2 separate regions of the Gossypium hirsutum genome follow, and region 1 is linked to region 2. Evidence: chromatin contacts called from public Hi-C data. All regions are on one chromosome and are shown on one strand. Each heading gives the region's core, a stretch centred on a gene start, on an enhancer-like site or on the middle of the called end of the contact. The rest is flanking DNA. Distances are from core to core; before and after follow the strand shown. Region 1 holds the start of LOC107891577 (F-box protein At5g51370). Region 2 holds the start of LOC107924092 (putative pre-16S rRNA nuclease).

Region 1 (6,838 bases), core at 3,023-5,522, 270 kb before region 2:
ATGATTGAAAATATATCATCTGGCATTTATTTGATTCTTGTGGCAAATTGCAATTAGGCCATCCAACAACTGCAGTCAAGGGTACCTCATGCACAGGCAACAGCAAACACTGTTCCGATGTCTGTGTTCTTGGTTAGTGCTGCCTTGGATATCTTCCAGAGTCTAATAGGGGACCTTGATACGGAGGGGCGTTATCTTTTCCTTAATGCAATTGCTAACCAATTGCGATATCCAAACAGCCATACACATTACTTCTCCTTCATCTTGCTATACTCATTTGCTGAAGCAAATCAGGTGAAATTTTTTTGTTTTGGTTGTATTACATTATGATGTATCTCCCCCACTTCTCATTTTGAAATTTGTTGTGAATAAACATCTGTTTTGTACAGGAAATTATCCAAGAGCAAATTACAAGAGTTCTGTTGGAACGGCTAATTGTTAATAAACCACATCCATGGGGTCTCCTCATTACCTTCATTGAGCTCATAAAGGTAAAATTATTTGGACCTTTTCTTGTATGAATCATCTTTCGGTATAAATACCATGGATGCCCTTGTGCTAGGAGTCAGATTGTATTTTGCCCTTCTTACTCAAAAAATGAGTAATTTAGTCATTGTAAGTTAGATCAAAGAGTAAAATGGTCTTTTTTTGTTAAAAATATATTTCTACTATTAAAAGTTGACATGAACCAGACAGTTACACATCACATGTACCTTATGTTGTCATACAACGACCAGTTTTCAGTAGAGATGGATGGAATTTTTAACAAAAGATCAATTTGCTCTTTGATCTAAACATGCTTGAACTATTTTTCCCATTTTTTGAGTAGAAGGGTAAAAATGAAATCCGACTCCTAGTATGAAGATCTACCGTGAGCTTTCTAATATAAGTTTTCCATTAGTTCCAACTATATAAAACTTTATCTAATTACATAAATTATTACAACTTTTGTAATGTTGTGTTATTGCACAATTACGTAAAACGTGAACTCAGTTATACAATTTATTATAATGATCTAATTACATAAATTATTACAAATCTCATAATGTTTTGTGTAAACACGAATCAAACAAAATATTACGACTTTAATATTTTGTATAAACATTAGGGCTGAAGGAAAGCTAAAAAACTCAATTTCAAAATTTTGCTAATGCTTATATTTATTGTAATTCAGAATCCAAGATACAATTTTTGGAATCGTTCATTCATAAGGTGTGCACCTGAGATTGAGAAACTGTTTGAATCGGTTGCAAGATCATGTGGAGGTCTCAAACCTGTGGATGAGGGTATGGTTTCTGGTTGGGTATCTGAAACTGCACATTAAAGGTTCTATTTTTATTGTTTATGTCATGTCATGTCATGTAATAGGGAAGAAAAATTCTCCATTGTTATTACATCTGTATATCATGTCTTATTGTTGTTTGAACTTAGTATCCTGTAAACAAAAAAAAAAAAAAAACTTTCTGAAGTTTATTAGAGGGTTGTAAATGAACCTAGTTTGAATGAATAGATTTTGTTCATTTATTTTTAAGTTTGTTTGGGTTCATTTCGTGTTTGATGATTTTTCATCATATAATTGTTCATAAATAATAGACGAACAGATATAAAAGTGTACAAACAATGATAAGTCCAATAATAAAAAAAGGTTTTTAAAATATTTATTGAATGTATGTTAAATAAAAGTTACAGTTATAATTATTTATTTGAAACCGTTAATTCTCTACTTACAACTGTTATTTGGTTGTTTAATTTTTTGTCCCTAAGGCCATGATCGGATATTAAGAAACAAGAAGAAATCAGATTTCACAAGTCATCTCCGTTCTTGGCATCACAATATTAGGTGTTTATTTGACATTCAAATATCTCGTCAATTGATGGTTAGTTAGATGGGAGGTAAGTACACAGTCTCAATTCGTTAAATAGTTTTATTTAACTCAAAAAGTAAAAATAAAAATAAAAATCTGAAGTCTAATACGATAATCATTTATAAAATTCAACCTAAATAAATGAGGAAATGAAATGGAAAAGAAGAGAGGTCCCAAATCCCAATTACAAAAAAAAAAAAAAACTGTAAAAAGTGTATATAATGATTTCCCTTTTATGTCTACATCAGCTAAAAAGTTGGATCACTAATTGTCAATGAATCTACAATAATGTAATGGTACAACTCCACTAAAATACAATAACAACAAAGTCAAATGTTTTCTCCGTTACTTGACGTTTGGAGTCAGACAAAGTTAATACAAATTAAAATAATGAAGTAAAGATGAAACATCAATCCTTAGACCTCTGGAAGAATCTACCACCTTTCTTTCCCATTCCGGTCCCTACCAGATTTGACAATAGCAGAGATTGGGAATCCGGTCTCCATTTCAACTCTTTAAGCATTGAAAACAAGGTTGCAAGTTCCGGTGTCACTTCCGTATCCTTAATGTTATTACATGACATTACTCTTAATTGTTGAAGCTCTTTCCAAGAAAGTAGTACGGATTCTAGACCTTTTATCGTCAACAACGAGCATCCTTCCACAGAAAGAACCTTCACTCTCCTATCAAAAGACGCTGAAAATCGCAAGTTAGAAATCGAAGCAAAGCTACTTGTGTTCAACGCATAATCAGACATAGGTATAATAATAGACTCTGTAAGGCCAATGACATTCTTTGTTTGACACGTACTTGTGTCGGAACATATGTTTTAAAGGCACACCATGAACATATATCCCCTTCTTCAACTACTCAACTTGCCAGAAAATTTAAGATCAAATCAACCGTCACTGCCTAAGTTTTCTACCATGTAATTGCAATAATAAGACTGGTCGTTAAACAATTCGATACCTCATAACTCGGTTAACACTTACGCCATTCTCGAATAAGATCACCAATTTCTTAACAACATACATGCTGAATTAACGCTACATAAATGCAGTATTAGGACTTTGGCACCTAGTAGAATATATATGCGATTTCGAGTATATATATAATGCTTATGGAAAAAACTAAGAGCTTCATACCTACAAATACTTGCAAGACTAAACACATCATCATCCAAACCCCAACAATTCCGAAAATCAATAGCTCGAACATTCTCGCAAACCAAAAACAAAGCTTTAACACTTTGCTTATCCCGGATGTGACACTGTTGCAAATGCAACTCTTCGAGTGTCAAACAAGTCCCCAAATGCTCGTCTGCTCCCGGACTCGTATCGGTACTTTTACAAGACTTGAGCTTCAAAGTCTTCAAATTCGAGCAGTATGAAAGCCCGGCTAACCATCCACCATCCATCCTATGATCATAAAAGCTTAATTCTTCAAGCATTTGACAGCATTGTCCAATTGCTTTAACCCCATCATAGCTCCCTTCACATCCACAAAGTTCAAGCTTTACTAGCCTTTTACAGCCTTGAGCTAATAACGTTAACCCGATATCCGATACGGTCGAATAGTAAAACCCATTAACTGAACCAATCAATTTCATCACTTGTAAGTTTTTAATCCCGGAAATACCTTTCAAAGCTAAATCACCACAACAATGTAGCTCAAGTTCTTGCAAAGTATAACACCGTACCGCAATTTGCCTTAACCCCTCTTCACTTGCTCCAATCACTACTAATCGGCGTAAATTCGGGTACTTTTCGGCTACCATTGCAAGCCCTGTATCAATCACATTCAACGGCAGAAGTGCCGTTTTTCCGAGAAATCCGGCAAAGGTAGAACTAGTATCCACATAAACCGACACCGTTTTATGGGTCACTAACACGCCGGAATCTTTTGGCATCTGAATACAAGAACCAACGAGGTCTAAATCGGTCAAATTAGGGAACCGATTAAAAACCCGACCCGATGAAATAAAGGACCAATCTTTAACCTTAAGGGATTGAACTAACCGGCCGGTAAGGTACAACCAACGCTTGCAGACCAAGGAATTTGAAACATGCTGTGAAACAGGAAGCTTCGAGAATATTCCGAGTAGTACGACGTCGGAGAGGAGAGAACTGTAGTCCGGTTCAATTGGGTCTAAAGGAAATGACTGAAACGACGTTACATCAGGCTCCGACGGCGGCGAACTTGACGGCGTTCGGCTGAACTGTTGCTGCATATTGTAAATAACATGCTTTAAAGCTTGTTCTTTGACCCAAATGTCTGGTAAGCTTAAAGCTTTAGGCTTCCACTTGGATTTTAGCGATGGGGGTGGTTCCAAGTTTAAATAATCCTGGTCTGAATTAGGGTTAGGGTTTGTATTTGGGGATTTTGGTGATTCCGGTGATTGTGACATTTTCGTAAAGTTCTGATTTTTGTTGTCTTTATAAAACCCAAAAAGTATAAAACAAGTAATTTGTCTTATTAGCAGTTAATTAGTTTAATCTCCTTTGTCTTAACATTGTCTTATTGTGAAGTAATTTTTAATTTTTTACTCCTTTCTCATAATTTTCAAAAAACTCCACACAAATCTCTTTTTAATAGAAATATTAATTAAAACATTAAAATTTTAAATATGATAATTTATGTATATTTTATATTTTTTTAAGTATTTTTATAATTTTTTAATTTTTTTAGTACATATATGAGACAAATAATACTATATCATACATAACAACATTATTAATATTTTCGTCAATATTTTCAAATTAATCTATAAAATAACAACTGTCAAATTGATAAAAAAATATGGAGATTGAGAGTTAAATTTTTAAAAAAAAATTAAATTAATTAAAATTTTGATAATCTAAATTTAAAAATAAATTATGTTTCTTTAATGGTAATATTATTGTCGGTGTGATTTATAGAAGCTTCAAAGATCGTCTCTTTGACATATGTTTCTTACAATTAGCAGCTTTCACTTTATATTGTTGGATAAGATTTTGTTTCAACTTTTTTTTTCTTTTTGACAGTCTTTTTTTTTTCTCAATTTATTATTTTAAAATATTATTTTATCAATTTATTAGAGATTAATTATTGTTTGAGTTTTAAAATAAGCAATCATTTAAAAAAGAAGAAGAAGAAAGTCTATGAGCTTTTTTTCAAGGAAAGAAAAGATTGAATTTAAAAAATACAAAAAATAGTCATTAATGGCAAAAAAGAAAATATTCAACCTAACCTAAGCATATATCATTTAGTACATGAATTAAATATTATTTAATTTAATATTTAAAATTTTTTTATTATCTCAATTTTGTATTTGATATTGACTTTAATGTTTAATTTAGTACCCTAAATTGTAGATAACTGAATATTTAGTAAATAAAAAAATACAAGTAGTTAATCAGGATAAAAAGTTCATGTATCAAATTGAAAAACCTCAAATATTCTTATTTTAAATATTAAAACTAAATTTAAATAAAAATATTAAATTTAAATATTAAATAATATATTAACCTTAAAATAACTTTAATGTTATTTTATTTTTGGAAAAAGAAGCATCGAATCATTGGTTTCTTTGTTTTTGTGTTAAATCAAAATTTAGTAATCATTGCTATGCCTTTATGTGTAACATGTCATCTTTGTTTCTTAAATTAAAAAAAAAACTTGTGTATTTATTTATTATTTTAATAATTTTTTTATATAATGTTTAAAACTATCAATAACTCATTCTTAACCTATAAATAAGTAGATAATACGTTCATGTCTTTTTGCATTGATAATAATATACAATATTTATTTATTTACTTTTTAATAATAATAAAATAAAATAAATTGAGAAATTATATGGATTTTGTAAAGATATAATATATGGTTTTGTAGGTCCAATAGTGCAAGACAACTAAAAGCAATTTAACTTAATCGAATGTGGGCAACTATATTGATTATTAATGAAGTTTATGGGCCTAAGACAAAGCCCATTGTGGACCTTTTTTCAACTTTACCAGCCCATACAACTTCCATTCAATATTCCTTTCTCTTTTCTTTTTCTTTTTATCCTCAGAGATGTTTGTACAATCATGAAAGGTGTTGAATGCGATTGGAGAATGTATTGTCTATGTAAGTGTTGTTGATGAATTTACGTGTTGTGTATAAAACGTAATATTATGATTAGATCTTTTATTTATGTGTTGTCTTATGATTAGATCTTTCATTTACAAGGTTGATGAACTTTTATCCTACTTTGAGGAAATTATTGGGCAGAGATCTCCATCTAGATGATTAAGTTACCTATTGGTTGCCTAACAATTTCATATAAGGGGCTATACTAAGGGTAGCAAGTAAGAACCTTCTTTCGAAAATGATAAAATTATATCTAGATTTTAAAAAAAAATATTAATAAATGATAAAATTATATTTTGACCTTAAATTTATAATTCAATTTTACACTTTAATTTTTTTTTCATCCGAAACACTTTCCATTGCATTTGTAGGTAATAAAAAAATGACTCTCAAAAAATTTTTCATTAACAAGTAGATTCACACCTGTTGAGTATGACTCCTATTTTAGTCAAATTTGAGAAATAATTTTTCAATTAAACTCTATTTATTTGTTTCAATCAAACTCTGATTAGTCTAGATTATTTTATTATTATTTGACCTATGAATTTTGTAACACCCTTTACCCATGTCCAATGCCGAGACAAGGTACTAGGCATTACCGGACTTAAACGTACACGTACATGAAAAAACCAGGCCATAAAATTTCTTTTAATTCAAAACTTTTCAAACACATGCATGTCATCCCTTATTTGGGTCTACGAAGCCCAAAATATACATCGGGATTGATTCAGGACTAAATCGAGAACTTGAGAAGTTTCAAGAAAACTTAGAAAATTTCCCCATGAAACAGGGTCACACGCCCGTGTGGACATAGGGACACGTCCGTGTGCCTTTGACACGCTTGTGTCTTCAAGCCATGT
Region 2 (6,208 bases), core at 1,030-3,529:
ATTATCTACCATTTAGGTAGTTTTTTTGGTGAAATGAAATTTTATGTGATTCATTCATACAAGTTAGTGCTGAGGAGCATACTATGAATATTATATTCCAAAGCATGATTGATTTTAAAGATATTCATATATGGTTGATGGAATATTAGCTTGATTGACATGTATATTGTTGTTAATACAGGAAGACATGAGTTCAAGTGTGTTGAAGCGCATTATCCTCCTATTTATGGGTTGGGAGGGACTATGGGTAGTTCTAGGCATTATATTAAAAATAGCAGATATAATCAGAACATGTAATAATATTATTCAAATAAAGAAGAAGCCATATGTGCCTTGTCAAAATAAGATTATTTTTTTTTGTGTGTGTGCGTGCGTTGTCAATTGAAATTTCTCATACATAAGAAAACTTTAAGTTTGATACAAATGAACAAAAACTAGAGCTTTAAAATAAGACAAAACTTCTAACAAAAATATTCACTTAGTAGTCATGTGATTAAAAAATGAAGTTGTAAAAATCTAAATTTAGCAAAATAATTTTAATTGTGTTAATAGTTGGATTTGAATATCAGAAAGTAGATAGACTAAATTCCTAAAAAAAAAGTACAAAGACTAAATTCTAAATTTGTGAAGAGTACAAAAACTTATAGCATATTTTAACCTTATATCTCAATCAAAAGGAGAATTTATAAAATTTCGATCTAAACATATTTTAATAGATCATGTTTTAACACATATAAAGCCTTTTAATTTTACAAGTAGAATTCTAGTAATTAATAGTACTTAGTTGCTTACTTTCGAAATTCACAGTTTAAATTACTTCAATTTTTTTTGAAAGGGATCAACTTGCTTAATATCAAAATTGAGAGGGACTTGAAAGGTGTTTTTATCATTCTTCCCTCTACAAGGCTTAGTAGGAGGGCAACGTCCACGCCAAAAGCCCAAGTGGTATTTCAAAATAACCCGGTTAAAGAGACGGCCGACTCGACGTCAATGGAGCCCATTGGTTCTAATGTGGAAAGCAAGGAAGCCCACCTTAACTGGGTGAATTTGCATGAATTTAACATAATTTTGGGTGAACATACCTGAGAGGTCCCTATATTATAGGTATCTAATCAAATTAATCCTTATGCTATTAAATGGATCAATTTAGTCCCTCTACTATTAAAAGGAATCAAACAAGGCTAAATTGGAATATAGTTAACGTTTATTGCATAAAAAACGTCATTTAATATTTCACAAAGTTAATATTTTTAAAATTTTTATGGTTCTATAAATGAAATTTTGTGTTTGGAATTGAACTGCAATTGAAAAAAATAATTTTCAAGGTATTTTTTATGTAGTAAATTTAAACTCATTTACAATTTGGACTTATTTAATCCTTTTTGATAGTACATAAACTAAATTGATCCATTTAATAATAAAAGAATTAATTTGATTCAGTCCCCTAATACAAAAACCTCTCATATCCTTTAACTCATAATTTTGTCATATATTTTAAAAATGACACAAAAAATTTTTAGTTTTTCATTTGTATTTCAAATTTAAACAAAATGTTTCATTTTTAAAACCATAAAAAAATTTAAAAAATTTAAACAATAAATGATTTTTTTAAATTATAAATGTTAATTATGTTAAAATTCGATCATGGTTTATTATTTTTAATAATATATGGACTAAATTAATCTATTTAATAATATATGAGCTAATTTGATTTTATTCTTATAATAAAAGACCTACCCGGTACTTTTATCTTTAATTTTACTATAACATTAGTTAGTTCAAGTAGTTAGCATTTCTACTAACTAATGATATTATGTATAGGAACCAAATTATGTCAAATTATTGGGTAAAAATGCTAGAGAGGCCCCTATATTGTGTGTCAAATTGCATTTTGCCTCCTTTACTAAAAAATGGGCAAATTAATCATTGTACATTAGATCAAAGAGTAATTTGGTCATTTCTAGTTAAAAATTGATTCAATACTACTATTAAAAAGTAAAAATTGGCATGATTAAAAAAATAACAAAATAATAACACCGTGACGTGTCACATGTACCTCATGTTGATGTACATGAATAAATTTTTAACAATCGGAATTGATGAAATTTTTAAAAGAATAACCAATTTACTCTTTGATCTAACTTAGAGGGACTACTTTATTCAATTTTTAGCAGAAGGGACAAAATGTAATTCGACTCTAGTGCAACAACTAAAGTATAAATAGTAAATCTTAAATTTACTCGTTATAGAGGGATCATGTTTTAAAATCCCCCAACAATTTTCTGCTTGGATAGGGAAGCTAGGGGGCTTAGTGTATGACACTCAATCTCCAATGTCTTCACCGCGATTGCAATCACATCCATTTTTCAATCCATCTAAAACCAACCCTAACCTAATCTTCTCAAAATCCCCATTTTTTCTTCCTTATTTCTCAACCCTAATCCGTAATTATAATCCGAAACCCAATGCCTTGTCGTCGTCTCTCCAAGAATTCCCCCCAAATGCCCTTCGCCGTAAAACCAATCCACAATGTACAGTAGGGTTCAGCCTAGGCGTGGATTTGGGTTCATCACGTACCGGTCTTGCCCTTAGCAAAGGTTTCTCCGTTCGTCCACTCACGGTACTAATAACATCATTCAATTTGGTTTTCAGTTTACTACCTGTTCGATGTTTTCCCTGTTTCTGTATCTTTATAGGTTTTGAAATTGAGAGGACAAAAACTTGAGCTACAACTGCTTGACATGGCTGAAAGAGAGGTTAAAAAATTTACTTTCTCTCTTTTAATTCGAAGCTTTTTAAATGCAAATTTTCGGTGTAATGGTAGAGTTATATATATTGTAGGAGGTTGATGAATTTATAATTGGAATCCCTAAATCTTGGGATGGAAAGGAGACCCCTCAATCGAACAAAGTTCGTAGTATTGCCGGACGGCTAGCGGTTCGAGCTGCCGAGAGGTAATGTTTTTTTATGTTTCTCGCTTGAAGTCCAAACTGTTTGCGTATTTGCTTCAACCATTTGGGTTGGTCTTAATTTGCATAAAAAATCACTTTTTTTTTTGTGTGTGTGTCTCAATTGCTTTACTCAAACTCAGGGGTTGGAGAGTGTATCTACAAGATGAACATGGGACATCATCAGAAGCTGCTTACAGGATGATTAACTTGTACAAATAAGTTTCCCCAATTTGATATTTCCTGTCCAAGTCACGACTCTGACGGCTGTGTCTCCAAAATTGTCCCTTTTGGATACACATAGATCCTTTGCATGCCAAAGAATGCACTCCACTATACTAATTGAGTGTTGGTCATATTGCAGAGTGCACTCATTTGTGTGTAAGGCCACGCGCATCTGTTTGTGCCTCACAAGGTGGACTAGTGTGCTAGGTCGGGTCCTTATATTGAAGATTTGTGATTATGAGAAGAGGACAATTGCAGATTGTGCCTCATGACCCGGCCTAGCATGTCGAAATTGTCCTTTTTGGATATACATAGATCCTTTGCATGCAAAAGAATGCACTATACTAATTGATTGACTGTTGTATTGCTCATTTGTGTGTAAGGCCGCGAGTTCAAATCTGTGAAGACGCACCTGTTGGTGCCTTGCAACATGGCCTAGCATGTTAGGTTTGTTGATGCCTACGACTTGTTATGAAAAGAGGACAATTGCAAAGGCATAACGTTCTGGGTCATGATATTTCTGTATCTTTGAAATTTTTTCTTCTTGATGTCTGAACTGGAGCATAATTCTTTCACTTGTCTTTCAGGGGTCTCAACAAGTCTGCACGCCAAAAAACCTCCGATGCATATGCTGCTGTGGTCTGTAGCATTTTTCTCTTTTTTATGATTGAAAAACGATAATAGTATACTTCTTCAATGGTGATTCATGGTTGTAGTGAACTTTTGGTTTAATTTGTAAAGAAGACCATGGATTTCAATTTTGATGTCGTTCATTTTCTTCTTATACCTCTTATTATTATTATTATTATTTATTTTTTTTTTTTTTTTGTTCTTACTGCAGATATTACTAGAGAGATACTTTGCCATTTCCGGTGAGGACATTGAGATTGTTTTGCCGAAACAGATTGATTTGCAAGAAAAACTCAGAAAGGGTACACCACTGGACATCGATTTTTCACCTGAAGAATTTGTTGATTGATAATACCTTGTAAGGATAACCAAATCCTTGTGTTTTATCTAGAGTTTAGGGAATATGAATTTGAGAGTGCATATGAAGTAGTGCTTAACAATTGCAACTCCTAGTCTACCTAAGTGATTTTGCTGCAAAATTTTCCATTAAACCAAACTGGAAAGAACCAAGAACAGAAAATGTTAAAATCTTGCACTTGGGGTGACATATGAACAATTAGGATCCCAGATTTCCTTTTAGTTCTCTTATATTTATGAAAAATAATACCATTTAACTCAAAGAGTTGAATATGTAGGTGTTGACTACAAATTTAAGAGGCTTATGATAGGATAAAGAGGAAAGGGTATATTATTAATGCTAAATGCTCAAATTAGTGCTTTGCTGAACCATTTAGAGGTTTGCTTCAAATAAGGGTCAAATTTGTAATAAAAATTAGGGGAATATGATGCGATTAGAATAGAACGCACATGTAATAGTTGAATCAAATATTATTTCAAAAAAAAATATAATTTAAAACTCAAAATATGACATTTGAAAAGTCTCTATTTGAGCATTTTTGAAAAATTTTAGTCCTTAATTGATCATTTTGAAAGATTTAGCTTTCATTTGAACACTATTGTGAAGGATTGACCTTTATATAATCATTTTGAAAGATTTGCCTTTTATATATGATCAATCCCTAGAAGATTAAGTCTAAGTCCCAATTTAAGCATTTACACCATGTTTGGTTGGGTGTATTGGCTAATCGGTGGGCCCCACTTAAGCGCCCTTTATTCCGTTGTTTGGTTCATGGTAATGCTATTACGGGTGTAATCCATTACTGCCCTAATCGGTGAAATCCACCGATTTCTAATCCGTCCCTTTTGCTCAGTTTAGGTGCTGCTTCACTTTACCCTCCCTGTTTTACCCTTTGCCTCTTCTGTTCCCCTTTGCCATCAGGAAGGAGATTCAAGATGAGACGGATAGAGAAACTGGCCGAACCAAGCAAATCTCCAGTGTTCCAATTCATCTTAGGCGTTATCATGTTCTGATTCATGTTTCCTTTGACTTAGATATTGGAAGGCAAATCTTATCGGCTGAAATTCCCTTGGGTTGGTGTCGTGAATCGCTCACAAGCAAATATTAACAAGAATGTTGATATGATTGCTGCTCGACGTACAGAGCGTGAGTATTTTTCTACTACGCTTGAATATAGGCATCTTGCTCATAGAATGGGTTCTGAGCATCTTGCTAAGATGCTTTCAAAGGTAATCTATAGGGCGTTTATTTCTTTTTTTCCTTTTTTTTTGTACTTTTTATCCTATACTTTCTTGTAAAGGACAAGATGATACTGGGTTTAATGCTATCTTTTCTTAAGTTGTATTAACTTTGTCATACTGGTTAATGTCTCAGCATTTGGAAACTGTTATCAAGTCTAGAATCCCTGGCATTCAGTCCCTTATTAATAAAACAATTGCTGAACTTGAAACCGAATTGAGTCGCCTTGGAAAGCCTATTGCAGCTGATGCGGGTGTAAGTGTGCTCTTGTGTGTGGATTTTGGAATTCTTTGGCTATTCCACTTGCAGTTGATTATTAGTTATAAGCTCTTTAGGAATTACTGATGATTGAGATGCTTATACAGGGGAAGTTGTGCACAATTATGGAGATTTGCTGTCTTTTTTATCAAAATTTCAGAGAACATTTGGATGGGGTGTATGTATCACGTCTTGTTTTACCTTCCTTAATACACCTATCTTTAACATCATTCAATTTTGCTAATTTTGTTAGAGATTTTGTCTTGACTTTCAATATTGTTCACAGGCGTACTGGTGGTGATAAGGTTTACAATGTTTTCGACAACCAACTTCCTGCTGCTTTGAAAAGGTTGCAATTTGACAGGCAACTATCAATGGAGAATATTAGGAAGCTCATTACTGAAGCTGATGGAAGCTGATGGCTATCAACCACATTTAATAGCTCCCGAACAAGGATACTGTCGTTTGATTGAATCTACTTTAGTTACTATCAGAGGTCCAGCTGAGGCTGCTGTTGATGCGGTATGAAAGTAAATTTTAGAAAAAATGC

The links. A called contact is a pair of places that touch in the nucleus more often than the background predicts.
Region 1: a contact with region 2 is called in a Hi-C map of leaf, with 2.7 times the contacts expected there. The contact joins the promoter of LOC107891577 here to the promoter of LOC107924092 in region 2. A contact is called at or near these places in 4 of 34 Hi-C or Micro-C datasets (callus and leaf).

The regions. Positions count from the first base shown.
Region 1 is chrA12:76,986,029-76,992,866 of Gossypium_hirsutum_v2.1, reverse strand. It overlaps LOC107891577 (F-box protein At5g51370), which reads right to left and starts at 4,272. Exons shown (of 2, transcript XM_016816425.2): 1 at 3,011-4,272; 2 at 1,421-2,548. The coding sequence starts at 4,272. The coding sequence ends at 2,275. It overlaps LOC107924016 (CCR4-NOT transcription complex subunit 1), which reads left to right. Exons shown (of 51, transcript XM_041082731.1): 49 at 58-294; 50 at 390-491; 51 at 1,175-1,531. The coding sequence ends at 1,324.
Region 2 is chrA12:76,713,675-76,719,882 of Gossypium_hirsutum_v2.1, reverse strand. It overlaps LOC107924092 (putative pre-16S rRNA nuclease), which reads left to right and starts at 2,279. Exons shown (of 7, transcript XM_016854390.2): 1 at 2,279-2,620; 2 at 2,697-2,756; 3 at 2,842-2,954; 4 at 3,092-3,160; 5 at 3,761-3,812; 6 at 4,015-4,161; 7 at 5,196-5,390. The coding sequence starts at 2,333. The coding sequence ends at 4,152. It also overlaps the pseudogene LOC121211401.